Regions from separate parts of the Gossypium hirsutum genome. Here region 1 is linked to region 2. A link is a contact called in public Hi-C data. All regions are on one chromosome and are shown on one strand. Each heading gives the region's core, a stretch centred on a gene start, on an enhancer-like site or on the middle of the called end of the contact. The rest is flanking DNA. Distances are from core to core; before and after follow the strand shown. Region 1 holds the start of LOC107929675 (RGG repeats nuclear RNA binding protein A). Region 2 has its middle 8.1 kb from the start of LOC107929637.

Region 1 (2,700 bases), core at 19-2,518, 38 kb after region 2:
GCCCTGAACCTTCTTAGAAACATCTGAACCAATTGGGAAAAACTTCGGATTGAGCCTTGAAGAAGAGACAAGTACCAATCATTCGCACTTCCCTTAAGCGTTGTGGAAAAAGCTTTACACTTCGCAGGGTCTAAGGCTCCAATTACATTCATATAGTCGTTATATTGCATCAAATGGGCTCGTGGGTCTCTCTTACCCTTGAACATGTCTTTTAAGACCTTAAAATCATGCAGTAGATTTATTGCTGCTACCTCCGGGGCCAATGGATTGTTAGAATAGAAAAGGTCCATGTCTCTAGACTCAGGATGCAATGTCCTCACGTCTTGCCACAATGCATCCATATCATTTTTCCATTCCCTCACATGCAAGCCTGGGCCTTCAACCTGCATAGTCATATTATCGTAAAAGTTAGAATTATCAGATTGTACCTTTCTTTTAAATTCTTCATTTCGTTTCAATAACTCTTGTTGAAAAGTCTGTTGTTGTTCAAACCGTGCATTTTGTGCAGCCATTTCTTCCCTCATAAACTTCATCTACTCTTGAAGAGCAAGGAATTGTTGCGTTGACGCTTTTTGGTTGGAAGGAAGTGACAACCCGCGACCAGAGGGAAAGTTTAAGTCGAATAGGCTTGAAACTCTCGGGTGAGTCAACAAACAAGTCTGTTCCAGCAAGTTGGCTACCATATCCCGAGGCTCCAAGTTATCCAGATGAAAGATCGAAAGGGAAATTTTCATTCGGGTAAGCCATCGTAACTTTGATAATTTTTCATCAAACTGAGAAGAAATTCGTTGGTCGAAAATATGTGCACGCTCACAGTGTCAATTGTTGAATATTTTTTCGTTATGTCTCATTGAAAGGGACAATAAAATATTTATACACATGATTATTATTCATGGAATTGACATTCTTGGTAGGCTCTATGTATGTTGGATACGTGTGTTGTTTTGGTCTGCTTGTTGGCCCCCACATGCGAAATTTTAAGCACATGCGAACTGGAATTGTGAACTACCGTTGCGAGCTCCTTTGGCGAACCCTCACCCCTTTGGCGAACCCTCACTATAAGGTCTACATGCATCTAATTGGTTGGGCCCAACTGGGCCGCGGGTAGGCAATCTAAATTTTATCTAGGTTTCATATTGGTGAACACAATTACGTAACAAAAGTACAAGGACTTAATATTTAAATATAAAAATTTAGAGGTTAATTTTTTAATTTTAAGAGGACAAAGAACTCAAAAGCATATTTAAACCTTTATTCGCTCTCAACAAAGAATTTGTTTTTTTTTTTTAAATACCGTAGTGAAGAAAGGAGACTTTTTCTGTCAGATTAGGTTTCTCTCTCTGTTAGAGTCCTATACTCTAAACTCTTATCTCTTTTGCGGCTAGGGTTTTTCTTTCTACAGTACCTCTTCTAACTTTTTTTTTTAAATTTATTAGAAGATTGGTTTGGTTTCATAACATAAAAATCTAATGGAAGTTTTGTAAGAGTAAGGGATTTTTTGGTTATTATAAAAGAAAGATTCTAAGGGGTTTGGAAGTGATTAGTGTGGATTTTTCATTCAAAAAAAGAAATGGCTGGTTTGAACCCTTTTGATTTGTTGGGGGATGACGACACTGGGGAACTATCATTGCTGATCGCTGCTCAGCAAAAGGCCGTCGCAGCGGCCACTGCCACTGCTGCTGCTCCAAGGAAGAGCCCAGCAAAACCTCAAGCTAAGACGCTGCCTGCAACTCAGGCTAAGCTTCCCTCCAAGCCTCTCCCTCCTGCTCAGGCTGGTAAGTTTTCTCTATCAAAGTGTCTCATTATTTTTAGCTCTCTGTATTGGCTCTTGAGTTTACCCGATTGTGTTAAGTTCAAGTTGCCTTTTCTTAATGGTCGAACTCTGGGGGGAGGGGGGTTTGAGTGGGTTTATGTTTATTATGCTTCGGTTTCGTTTCTTGTAAAGTGCAGTTGGACTCTGATTGTTAAAAGAGTATTTGTTGTCGGTTATTTACTTGGAATATAGTCATTGAGAGTTTCTTATCTGTATAGACTTACTTCTTATAGTGAACAGAGCAAAAGATTCCGGAACGCATATTGGTTTGTTGCTGTTATTTCTTTTCTAAAATGAAATCCAATGCTGTCAAGTTGCACTCAAGCTACTAGAATCCTTATATGTGGTATAAAAGCTTAAGATATATGGTAATGATAATAAACCTCTAAAAGATAGATCAAACTTTAATCTCATTCTCCTACAAAAAAATGAAATGTACAATTTTTTGTTGGCCAATGTGCATGGTTTTTCTTTTTTCTTTTTTTATCTCATGTCTGTTGTTGAATAATCAAGCATTGAGAAGTAGAGTGTTTGGCAGTGTTCTTCTATTCTTAGTAAAGGTAAAATTAATGAAAAATAAAATAAAAAATGAATGAACTAAAGAAAACTTCTAATCCAATGCATCTTGCCCAAGAGGTCTTGAGGCGCTTTTTTTGTTTGATGCTGAGGCGCAGTGCCAAAGGTGCATGCCTTAACTATAGAAATGAAATCTGCATTCTGTGGGGAACTTTTGTCTTTTATATCATATTCTCTGAAAGTGTCAATTGGTGTTCCATCAAAAAGGAGTTCTTTTTTGCTCCTTTTCAAAGTGCTTATGCGTTGGTATGCAATTTATTTTTACTGAAGCTTGATAGTTGTAGCTTTGATCTCATCTTGATAGTTATCAC
Region 2 (2,797 bases), core at 147-2,646:
TTGCATGACATAGCTTCATGTACAATAGTAGAATTCATAACCCAATAAAGGGTAAATGATATCCTCTCGTCGGCATTACATGATAGGTGGGAAACGAGTCATTTGTCTTAAGATGAATTATTTAATTACTATTTATTAGTAATTTATTTTTCATGAAGTAAGATGTAATGATTACCATGAAATAAAATAGGATCATATTGAGAGAACAAATTTATCCCAAAGAGATTAAAGATATCCTATGAGGGTACCACATATGACAAGGTCATTGGACAAACATTTAGTAAAGTAACTTTTGTAATGGTATATAATAGGGAAAGCTCAGTCATGGGACTTTAGTGGAATGACTTCATGACTAAATAATGTTGTAATTAAAAGACAAAGATTTGAAACTTATTTAAAAATTATTTGAACCCTAATTATATATGTCTAACCGGTTCCTCTGTTAGCTTGATATAACTTTGATGGTTTGCATTAATCGATGAAATGGAAACATGTGAAACAATGGACTAAAGAAATAGATCGCATGTATCACTATCTGCAGTGAATGCGTTTTCTCGCTATAAACAAGAAGTGACTCAAAAATTAATTTATATATTTGAATTATTATTAAATTATTCTAAAATTAAATAATTAAAGTTTGAAGAAGAAATTAAATTAATTCAATCAACGTAGTTTCTTAAGAACAAGATTAATTAAATTAATTTACTCAAATTTTAAATAGGTAAAGTGGTTATGACTTTAATTGAATTAAATTTGGGTTGAGAAAATAATTTAATAAGTATAATTAATTATATTAAATGAAAAAGTAATATTTTTGACATAAGAAAATATTTATTGGTTTTGAAATATCTTCAATAATTATCCCACAACTTCCTTCATATTCAAGTAAAAGAGTCAGCCTGGTCTCCAAATAAAAAGATAAGGACAAGCATAAAGATAAGGATAATGATAGAATAAAACATAGCCTGAGAATAATTTGCTAATAGTGTAACAATCATGAAAATCAAAGTAAAAAAAATGCCAACTTTATAATGTAGTTCAACTATCTTAAAGACGTATACAAACTGTTGTTCAAAGGTTTGTCCAAACAACTGTTCAAACAAGGACAGAACATAGTGATAAAACATGTAATTTGAGAAACTATTCAAACATGAGAAGATACTTCAAATACAAGACAACTAAGATCCCAACACTTTTCATCTTTCTATTCTTTCACCATTCAATTTTCTATCTTTTTTTATTTCCTTACAAAGGAAACACATGCCCTTGGATTCTATTTTGCCGCTGGGCATCCCATGATTAAGTTGAATTTGGGTGCGTAGTTGGGTGGATTGGTACTTGTGGCTGTTGGTAGGTCACATGAGAGAGGAATTCAAGTAATATTGTTGGTGCTTGACCTTGAGGAAGTGGACCAACAGGGCCCTTGTGTCATATAATTGGAGCTTAATTTAGGCATGATACAGGGTGGGAGGTTTATGTGCCCTGACGTTATGTAATTATCAGCCATGGCATAAAAAATTATGGTCTAATTAATTCTGCTAGTCAAATACTTTCTGGAAATAAAATCTCTTTGCAATTACAAAAGGTATAATTGTTTCATAATAGTTGTAATTTCATCCAATTATTTTGCTTTCAAAATCCAATCACGTTGAATTCCAATTGAAAAGTAAAATCTTTCCAACACTTTTTGTTTGTTCACAAAATTTGAATTCAAGATATTAATTTACTAGACTCATTTTAAAGTATTTTGTATAAAGTCTTTGTACTCTTTTGAAATTTAAAATTGATCATATATTTTATTTTTGAGATATTAAATCCTAATACTTTTTATTTAAAAATTATGGTCTCTCCATTTAACTCTATCATTACTAATGTGATAATTAGAAAATAAATATTAAACTCTCAATATTTATAATTTTTTTATTAATTTAATCATTGCTCTTTAAAAGTTAACAATTTTTTAATATAATATATATAATCTTCTTCCTTTCTCCATAAATATTTGTTACACTACAACTCTTTTTACTAGGGGTACGTTTGGTTCACTGTAATAGAAGAGAGCTGTAATTGAATAGAGCTATAATCAGTATTTCAACTGTTTAGTCGAATGGAATGATGTTGTAATAGAATAAAAAAACTAAAATGATCAAAATACCCTTAGCAAAAATTTTTTTAGGTAGATAATTATTGCTATTGTTATTAAATTTTAATAAGATTATTATTAAAAATAATTTAATAAAAATAATAAATAATTTAACCATATTTTAACATAATTATTATTAAGTATAATTTAATAAAATAATATATAATTTAATAAAATTCTTAATATAATTATTATTATATGAATTAAAAAAATCATAATATATAATACTATAAAAACTATATAATCTACTTTATTATTTTTAAACTGCACTACATATTTAATGTGTTAAAATATCATTAGTGAAACAAATAATTTAATTATTCTACAATAAAAAAATATTAGAAGTAATAAATAACTTGAGCATTATATTTCACATCCAAACATAATATTCATATATTAACAAAAAGTTACATGATTTCATTAGTTTATATGTCATAATCCATATGTTATAAAATTTTACAACCTCAAAAAGTTACAACATTGTAATGACATCCTATCATGTCATTATATCATCCAAATATTACAAACACAAAAAGTTACCAAAATATTATCAACACAAAAAATTTTTCTAACATTTTTTTCAACTCATTTAAATAACTGACTTTAAATCCCATATCAACATTAAAGGTTCCAATATTGTGCAAGTCGACTATA

What was found. Hi-C and Micro-C count contacts between places; a contact is called where the count stands out from the background.
Region 1: a Hi-C map of leaf shows a contact between it and region 2, with 2.2 times the contacts expected there. The contact joins the promoter of LOC107929675 here to the enhancer-like site in region 2. A contact is called at or near these places in 14 of 34 Hi-C or Micro-C datasets (anther, cotyledon, fibers and 3 more).

The regions. Positions count from the first base shown.
Region 1 is chrA08:106,685,786-106,688,485 of Gossypium_hirsutum_v2.1, forward strand. LOC107929675 (RGG repeats nuclear RNA binding protein A) reads left to right here and starts at 1,269. Exons shown (of 7, transcript XM_016861167.2): 1 at 1,269-1,775. The coding sequence starts at 1,571.
Region 2 is chrA08:106,647,270-106,650,066 of Gossypium_hirsutum_v2.1, forward strand. No RefSeq gene overlaps it. Among protein-coding and RNA genes, the nearest start is that of LOC107929637, 8.1 kb to the right of the region's middle. Within about 2 kb of position 1,397, at least 2 of the 9 cell types and tissues checked have an H3K27ac peak or open chromatin away from gene starts, as enhancers often do. A contact at or near this core is called in hypocotyl and leaf, where this site is marked.